Linked DNA regions of Zea mays: region 1 is linked to region 2. A link is a contact called in public Hi-C data. All regions are on one chromosome and are shown on one strand. Each heading gives the region's core, a stretch centred on a gene start, on an enhancer-like site or on the middle of the called end of the contact. The rest is flanking DNA. Distances are from core to core; before and after follow the strand shown. Region 1 holds the start of LOC103642231 (glycosyltransferase BC10). Region 2 holds the start of LOC112163603.

Region 1 (3,795 bases), core at 1,149-3,648, 270 kb after region 2:
TGTGTGGGGCCGCGGGTCAGTCAGCCGCGGGGACAGACGTGGCAGTTGGCGTGATCGAAAGTGGACTGGCAGTGATTACGTCAGCGAGCGCACGGAAGCGGCGCACCAATCGCCGACCAGGCTTTGGCCCCACCTGCAAGCTCGTATCCTCCCCTGAGGTGGGCCCGGGGGCCACTGTTGGTTCCCTGAAACAGGGGTACCCCTTACTACAGTGTGAAGGCACGGTGCCCATGCTGCTATCTCTAATCGCATGGTAAACAGCACCCGACCCCACCACGTGGGTGGCTTCCGGGCCGCCACGTGGCCAGAGAAGACGATATGCTAAAGGCATCAACAGTGGGTCCGGACCCCATGGGAAGGTGCCGGACCCCTGTATATATGGACCGGACCTCGAGGCAGGGTCCAGGACCTCCGCGGGTACAGGCCGGACCCCTGGGACGGGTCCCGGACCTCTCTGTGTGGGGTTCGGGCCACTCTCAGTAGGGTCCCGGGATTCTGGGACAAAGAATACCCGGACCTTAGTCAAGGCCAGGCGGGGGTCCGGAGCCGACACGTGTCCGGACCATACCGTGTACGCTTCTGCTCCCCGCTCAGGCGGAGACCCGATGCTGCCACGTGGCCCACTGCCCGTGATGTAAGCCAGCAGGCGGAGCCTGACGTAAGGCCTCTGGGCCACGCGTCCTCTGTATTTATTGCGGATAAGGCGCACCGCCTACCAAACTGGCAGGTGATGTGCCGCCTCAGCATTTAATGAGCCCTGTCACTCCACTGGCAGGCGATGTGCCGCCTCAGCATTAAATGTGCCCTGTCCACTCCGCTGACGGGCGGCGACCAAACCATCTTGCAGGCGGCGTGCCTGTCCATTTCGTTGGCAGGCAGTACGCCCATGCTGCGGCATACGCTGTGCTCATCATGGCTCGCGCGTTACCGAGGAAGCAGCCACGAGATATTAATACTATATGGACTACGAACATTATGGCGCTCGGAGATCTTCTAAGCGACACTGGCATTGGAAGCTTCTATATGTATTACTTTCGTTTTGCCCCTGGGCCCATATGTTGGGGCTCAGCACCCTTGTACGTGTCCCCTTTGAGCTATAAAAGGGAAGGCACACGGCGTTACAAGGCAGACCCAACTTAGGCTCAAGCTCACTTAGACTCTTAAGGTCTCAAGCTCAATACAGCACACAGTGGAGTAGGGTATTACGCTCCGGCGGCCCGAACCACTCTAAACCTTTGTGTGTTCTTGTGTTCTTCCCGTTTCCATCTAACAGGCACAACGCTTAGGCCCCTCCTCGTCTTAGAATTTAGGACGGGTGTGTTCCGCCACCCGGCCGGAGAATTCCCTCTCCGACAAAGGCTATAGCGTGAGATCCAATGTCTAGTGGATGTCGATCAGGCCGATCGTTTTCTGAGAATTTTGTTCATGCATGCGCTCGAACTGGTGTAGCGGTGTCACAAGAGAAGGCTACCGTCCTTAAGGTCATCTTCACCAAGGCTTTCGTTCAACGCTTTCAATTGGGACACCCTGAGAGTAGTTCTCCATGCTAGAGGCTTGACTGACCTTTGGATCTCCTAGACAATCAGGCTTCTTTCGATCTCTAGAACTATTGTCGTCGTTAACAACGTCATCTTGGGTCCCTGGTTTGAATGTAAAAGGGGTTGTGTCAAGGCGACCTAATGTCCCCTTACCTCTCCTCCTGGTGGCCGACGATGTCCTCCAATCCATGATCAAATAAGAGGGGCATCAATCACCCTGCCTCCGTCGGTTTCCCGTGCCTAGAGTTCGCCACCTTCGTGCTGCCTCCTATGTTGTTGGCTGCTTTGGAGTTTGGAAACGGAGAAATGCCGTGATCTCAACGGGGTTTACTGGCCTCCCCATCGGAGCTCCTTCGACAATTCAAGGATGAAGCTCTCCTCTGGCGCTGCCGGCTGTGGCGTCCTGATCATAACATCGTCGGTGAATGCTCCAAGTGCCTCCAACCCCCCCCCCCCCTGCTGTCTCTCCCCTTCCCCTTGTAAACTCGTCAACTTTAATTTTGCTTCATGAGGCCCTAATGATAGTAATTATGAAAAATCCAAACCATACCCTACAGGCCTACAACCCTGTTGTTTAAATAATTAGTGAAGTTATTACAACTCTGAGAGCAGATCGAGGTTTACACCTAGCTAGTGGCAATAAGAACGAAGAGAAAGAATGAGTATGTAGTTAGCTTTAGCTCATGGTGTGTCTAAGCTTGGCATCGACCGGACGGCCTTGCTTTGTCCATTGACCAATGACCCCTCACCCCGTCGTGTCAGTCGCTAGCAGTGGGCCAGTGGCCGTCCAAGCTCCACGTGCCCACCTGCTAGCAGATAGCTAGTGCAGCAGCATGCATTCTCTCCGGCCCCCTCCTTGGCTTTGGCTCCGATCCCTTCCTCATTATTGGGCCGGCCGGCCATCTACAACTCCGTCCATGCATATCTCGATCGATCTCTTGGTGGTTTCCGGCAGACCGTACCTGCATTTCGGTCGCCGTCTGCTTGTTCCACCGGCCGGCGACAGATCGAGTGGCGCGTACGTGGAAGCAATCAGCAGCAGGCCAGGTACGGTAGCGGGCAGCGACGGCCATCGCGGGCCGGAGGCTTTCCTCCGATCCCTCCCGCTGGTCTCGATCGGGCTTTAAGGTCTTGCTCGCAGGAGAGGAGGGAGCAAAGAACGAAGACACAAACAATATAATATAGAGATTATCTATATATATTATATTAACGGATCGACGTACGATCGAGAGCCGGTGAATGGTGATGAAGCCGGGCGGCACCCTCAAGTCCCGGCGAGGCAGTGCCGGGGACGAGGAGGAGGCCTACATCGTCGGCTTCCCGGTGACCCCGCGCAAAGACTACTGCTGGTCGTCGTGGCTGCTCAAGGCCGTGGTGGTGCTGGTGATGCTGATGGCCGGCGTGTTCATCGGGCTGTCGGCCAACGTCAACGTGTCGCGCTACTACTACTACAGCAGCATTGGGTCCTCGTCACCCTTGTTATCTTCTTCCTCTTCCCTGCAGGCCGGCAGCAGTGGTAATAATAATGGCGATGTCGTGGCTGCTTCCACCGCGAGCCGCAGCTGCAGGAATAATAATACTAAGAAGAAGAGGATCCAGCAGAAGGTGACGGCGGCGGTGCTTCTGGACTTCCGTGGTTTCGTGGATCCCGGCCCGACATGGGGCCACTCGATGTCGGACCCTGAGCTGTTCTGGCGGGCGTCCATGGCGCCGCGCGTGGAGGAGTACCCGTTCCAGCGCGTGCCCAAGGTGGCGTTCCTCTTCCTGACGCGCGGGCCGCTGCCGTTCGCGCCGCTGTGGGAGCGCTTCTTCCACGGCCACGAGGGGCTCTACTCGGTGTACGTGCACGCGCTGCCAGGCTACGCAGGGCGCTACCGGCCGTCTTCGCCGTTCCACGGGCGGCAGATCCCGAGCGGGGAGGTGTCGTGGGGCTCCATCACGCTGGTGGACGCGGAGAAGCGGCTGCTGGCGAACGCGCTGCTGGACTGGTCCAACCAGCGATTCGTGCTGGTGTCCGAGAGCTGCGTGCCGGTGTTCAACTTCCGGACGGTGTACGAGTACCTGGTGAACTCGGCGATGAGCTACGTGGAGTCCTACAACATCGATGTGCCCCAGTGCGCGGGGCGGTACAACCCGCAGATGGCGCCGGAGGTGCTGGAGGAGCACTGGCGCAAGGGCTCCGAGTGGTTCGAGATGAGCCGGGACCTGGCCGTCGACGTGGTGGCGGACCAGCGCTACTACGCGCTGTTCCGGCGCC
Region 2 (3,674 bases), core at 1,165-3,664:
GCACTCCGTACGAATCACCGAACAAAACAAGTAAGCACACATACACTAGTGTATTTGGTTGCCATTTAATTTAATTTAATTTAATTTAATTTAATTAACAGGGAGCGAGGGGGTGGAAGAAGACGATGGCGAGGGCCACGCAGCGGTGCCGATGATGGCTAGCTGTCTTCTCAGGCGGCGGCTGAGGCCGAGGCCAGGTGGTCCGGCGGCCACGGCCCCCTTCTTGTTGAGCGCGAGGCTGCACCTCACCCTCAGCACGGCGTAGCCCAACACCCTGTAGGCCGCCATGAAGGCCACCATGACGCCCACGTTGCGCCACCTGCACTCTTCCCCGAGCCCCTCGCGCCGCAGCACCTCGTCCCCAGTCGCCACGCACTCGCCCAGCGCCCGCACCACGCACCTCCCGCCGCCGGCGAACTCGTTCACCAGCAGCGCCTCGAACGGCCACTTGAACAACGACAGGTAGTGCATGAACACCCAGCACCCGGGCATCGCCGACCGCGCGATGAAGTAGCCCGAGAAGAGGAAGAAGGAGCCCATCACCCCCTGGATCGCCGCGTTCCCCACCACGAAGTCCGGCGCCGCCGCCGCGAAGCACACCACCACCGAGTTCGCTGTGTACAGGATCAGCCATATCACCAGCAGGAAGTAGCCGAACGCCGCCGCCGTTCGACGGAGACCCGCCAGCCAGTACACCGGCGCCGCGAACACGACGGCCAGCGCCAGCTGGAAGGGCAGGAACACCACCGCGTTGGCCACCGCGTACGACGACACGCGGTACGCCCCCGACGCCGTCTCCCTGGCCAGGATGTCGCGCTCCTGCAGGAAGATGGGCAGCGCCTCCGTTGTGGATGACAGGAGGAAGGTGAGCAGGAAGGCGAAGAGACCCACGCGCTCCGCCACCTTGTCCTGCCCGAGGTCGTAGAAGATGGAGCCCAGCGCAAGGCCCGCCACCAGCATGCACACGGTGCGGCACGCGAAGAGCTGCCGCGTCCGCGCCACGTTCTTGAAGAAGCGCTGCGACAGCACCGCCACCTCCCGCGCCCGCGAGTTGGCGTAGCGGCTAGCCATCATGGTCACGGCCACGGGGGCGTCCGCCACCTGCTTGCCGTGCAGCTGGAACAGACGCTGCAGCGTGCACCGGCCCTCTCGGTCTCCGGAGGACGGCGCCTGCAGGCTGCTGCTGGCGTGGCGGCGAAGCGCGTCCACGGAGTCGATGGCGAACTCGACGTCATCGACGTGCGGGGGCAGGTGAAGGCCCGCGTCCCCGAGCAGGGCGCGGAGCTGGTCGACGGTGCCATGGTGGAGGACGGAGCCGGCGGCTAGCAGGAGGACGGAGTCGAACATCTTGACGATGCGCGCTCCCGGCTGGTGGATGCTGAGCAGCACGGTGCGTCCACGCGCCTCGGCCATGGCGCGGAGCGCGCCGACGATGTGGAGCGCGGAGGCGCTGTCGAGGCCGGAGGTGGGCTCGTCGAGGATGAGCACGGGCGGGTCACGCACGGCCTCGACGCCGATGGAGACGCGCCTGCGCTCTCCGCCGGAGAGGTCCTTGATCCTGGTGGCGGCGACGCGGCGCAGGGTGAGGTCGTCGAGGAGCGCCTCGACGCGGGCGTGCATGTCCTTGGAGGGCAGGCGCGCGCCTAGGCGGAGGCGCGCGCTGAAGAGCAGCGTCTCGCGCACGGTGAGCAGCGGGAAGAGGACGTCCTGCTGGGTGACGTAGGCGGAGACGCGGCGGAGGTCGGCGCTGTGGGCGGCGGCGCCGTCGATGCGTAGCAGGTGGGGCGGCGGGGACGGGGAGAGGCGCCCCGCGAGGATCTCGAGCAGGGTGGACTTGCCGGCGCCGCTGGGGCCGACGATGGCGAGCAGCTCGCCGGGGCGCGCGCGGCAGGAGACGTCCCGGAGCACCTGGCGGACGACGCTGTGGTGGTCTTGGGAATGGACGTCGTCGTCTGATCTGCTCCAGACCTTGAGAGGTCGGGTGGAGACGGCGATGCGGTAGTTAATGCCGCTGGCTTGGATCTCGCAGCCGCCGGCGCAGGGAAGTGTCATTGCTGCTGCCCAAATCGGCAAATGGCAAAGGGAGGGAGGGAGAGAGGGAGCACATACATACAAAAGGGACGAGGGCGGGCGCTGGCTGGTCCTTGGATTTCCGTGGTGTTCAGTTTCTTGTTGCCCCGCAGCATGGCACATCATCATCATCATCATCTGTTTTTTGGCTGGAGTGACCCGTGACCTCGCACGACACGACACACGGCACGGGTGTTGCCTGCGATGGCCTGGCCTCTTCCCTTGCCCTTGCCCACCCGTGAATCCATCCATACTCCTCTCAAATATCTTCATTTCTCTCTCTCTCTCTCTCTCAACTGGAGCACGGAAACAAAACAAAACATATACTATTCTCTCTCTCTCTCTTTTAAACAAAACAAAAAGAAACAACAAAAAACGATATATTATATAGCTGCTGCCAACGTACAGTTATGTGTGGGTGTAATAAATTCAGCATATACAGGACCAAAAGAAGAAGAAACAATAAACCGACACACCAAACAAAGATATCATCGTCATCATCCACGGGAGGACGCGGAATTAGCATGGCAAAAGCATGTTAACAGCAGCTGCTTGCAGCGGCATCGGCTTCCGGAGGCTTCTGCTTGAAGATGTTCTTCTTGGCCCCAGACGAAGCATCAGCGAGGAGGCTTGGCGTGTCTAATATCTGCAACAACAAGCATGCATAAAGCAATCTAATTTCTTCGAGGACACTCACACATGCATAAAAGCCCCCTTCCTCATTTCAGTCAAAGCCAATCCATGGCTAAACAAGCAATACTTGAGTCCAACATATGTGCCGCTTGGAATATTGTGAACAACAAGGCATGCATGATATTGTGAAAATTAAAATATTATTATTATAAATCTAAATGCTATAGCCCAGTACATACCTTTAGCACAAGTTCCTCAAAGCACTGTTCTACATTTACTTTTGTTTTCGCACTGCATTCTAGAAACAAACAACCGTATTCCCTAGCAAATTCAATCCCCTCCTTTTTTGTCACAGCTCTCTCACTTTCCTGCCAAAATGAAACGGCCGGTAAAACACGACAGGGGCTGCTCGATCAGAAACAAGAGATAAAAGGTGCAGACAGAGTTTAGAATTGATTACCTTATCTACTTTATTTCCAACAAGCATCTTTATACAGTCCTGGTTGGTTGAATACAGGTCAATTTCCTTCGCCCATATATCAGAAAGATTAGTAAACGTTTCCCGCCGAGTGACATCATACACTGTAAATTTGACGAGACATAAATATTATCATGTGCCTCTATGCAATAATTTAACAGAACCAGACAACACAAGATGCAATCAGACAAAAAAAGGGGCGGCAAATGTGGGTCACCTACACTACCATGTCCATGCATAAATAGATCAGGAAATGTGTGCAGTGACTCTAAAGCTATACAAAGCTTGATATGAAATTTATACAATTTGGTTAATAAAAATAAATTCTCCTGTTCAACAATTTAAACTTTGAAAACGCACAGACAATATTAACTAGAGCGTGTCTTGGTACAAAAAAAAGTCAAGGCAAATTAGCTGAAGACTGCATTCGACATTTAACGTGGCAGTAATTTCAACGGATGTATGACAAAAAATGACAGAAGAAAAGTGAAAA

What was found. Hi-C and Micro-C count contacts between places; a contact is called where the count stands out from the background.
Region 1: a Hi-C map of ear shows a contact between it and region 2, with 2.0 times the contacts expected there. The contact joins the promoter of LOC103642231 here to the promoter of LOC112163603 in region 2. A contact is called at or near these places in 6 of 25 Hi-C or Micro-C datasets (bundle sheath, ear, endosperm and 2 more).

The regions. Positions count from the first base shown.
Region 1 is chr10:152,278,045-152,281,839 of Zm-B73-REFERENCE-NAM-5.0, forward strand. LOC103642231 (glycosyltransferase BC10) reads left to right here and starts at 2,399. Exons shown (of 1, transcript XM_020545928.2): 1 at 2,399-3,795. The coding sequence starts at 2,778.
Region 2 is chr10:152,010,367-152,014,040 of Zm-B73-REFERENCE-NAM-5.0, forward strand. It overlaps LOC112163603, which reads right to left and starts at 2,415. Exons shown (of 1, transcript NM_001369801.1): 1 at 1-2,415. The coding sequence starts at 2,343. The coding sequence ends at 91. LOC100282890 reads right to left here. Exons shown (of 6, transcript NM_001155796.1): 4 at 3,164-3,285; 5 at 2,943-3,071; 6 at 2,438-2,716. The coding sequence ends at 2,609. It overlaps LOC114608102 (a long non-coding RNA gene), which reads right to left. Exons shown (of 6, transcript NR_163407.1): 4 at 3,164-3,285; 5 at 2,943-3,071; 6 at 1-2,716.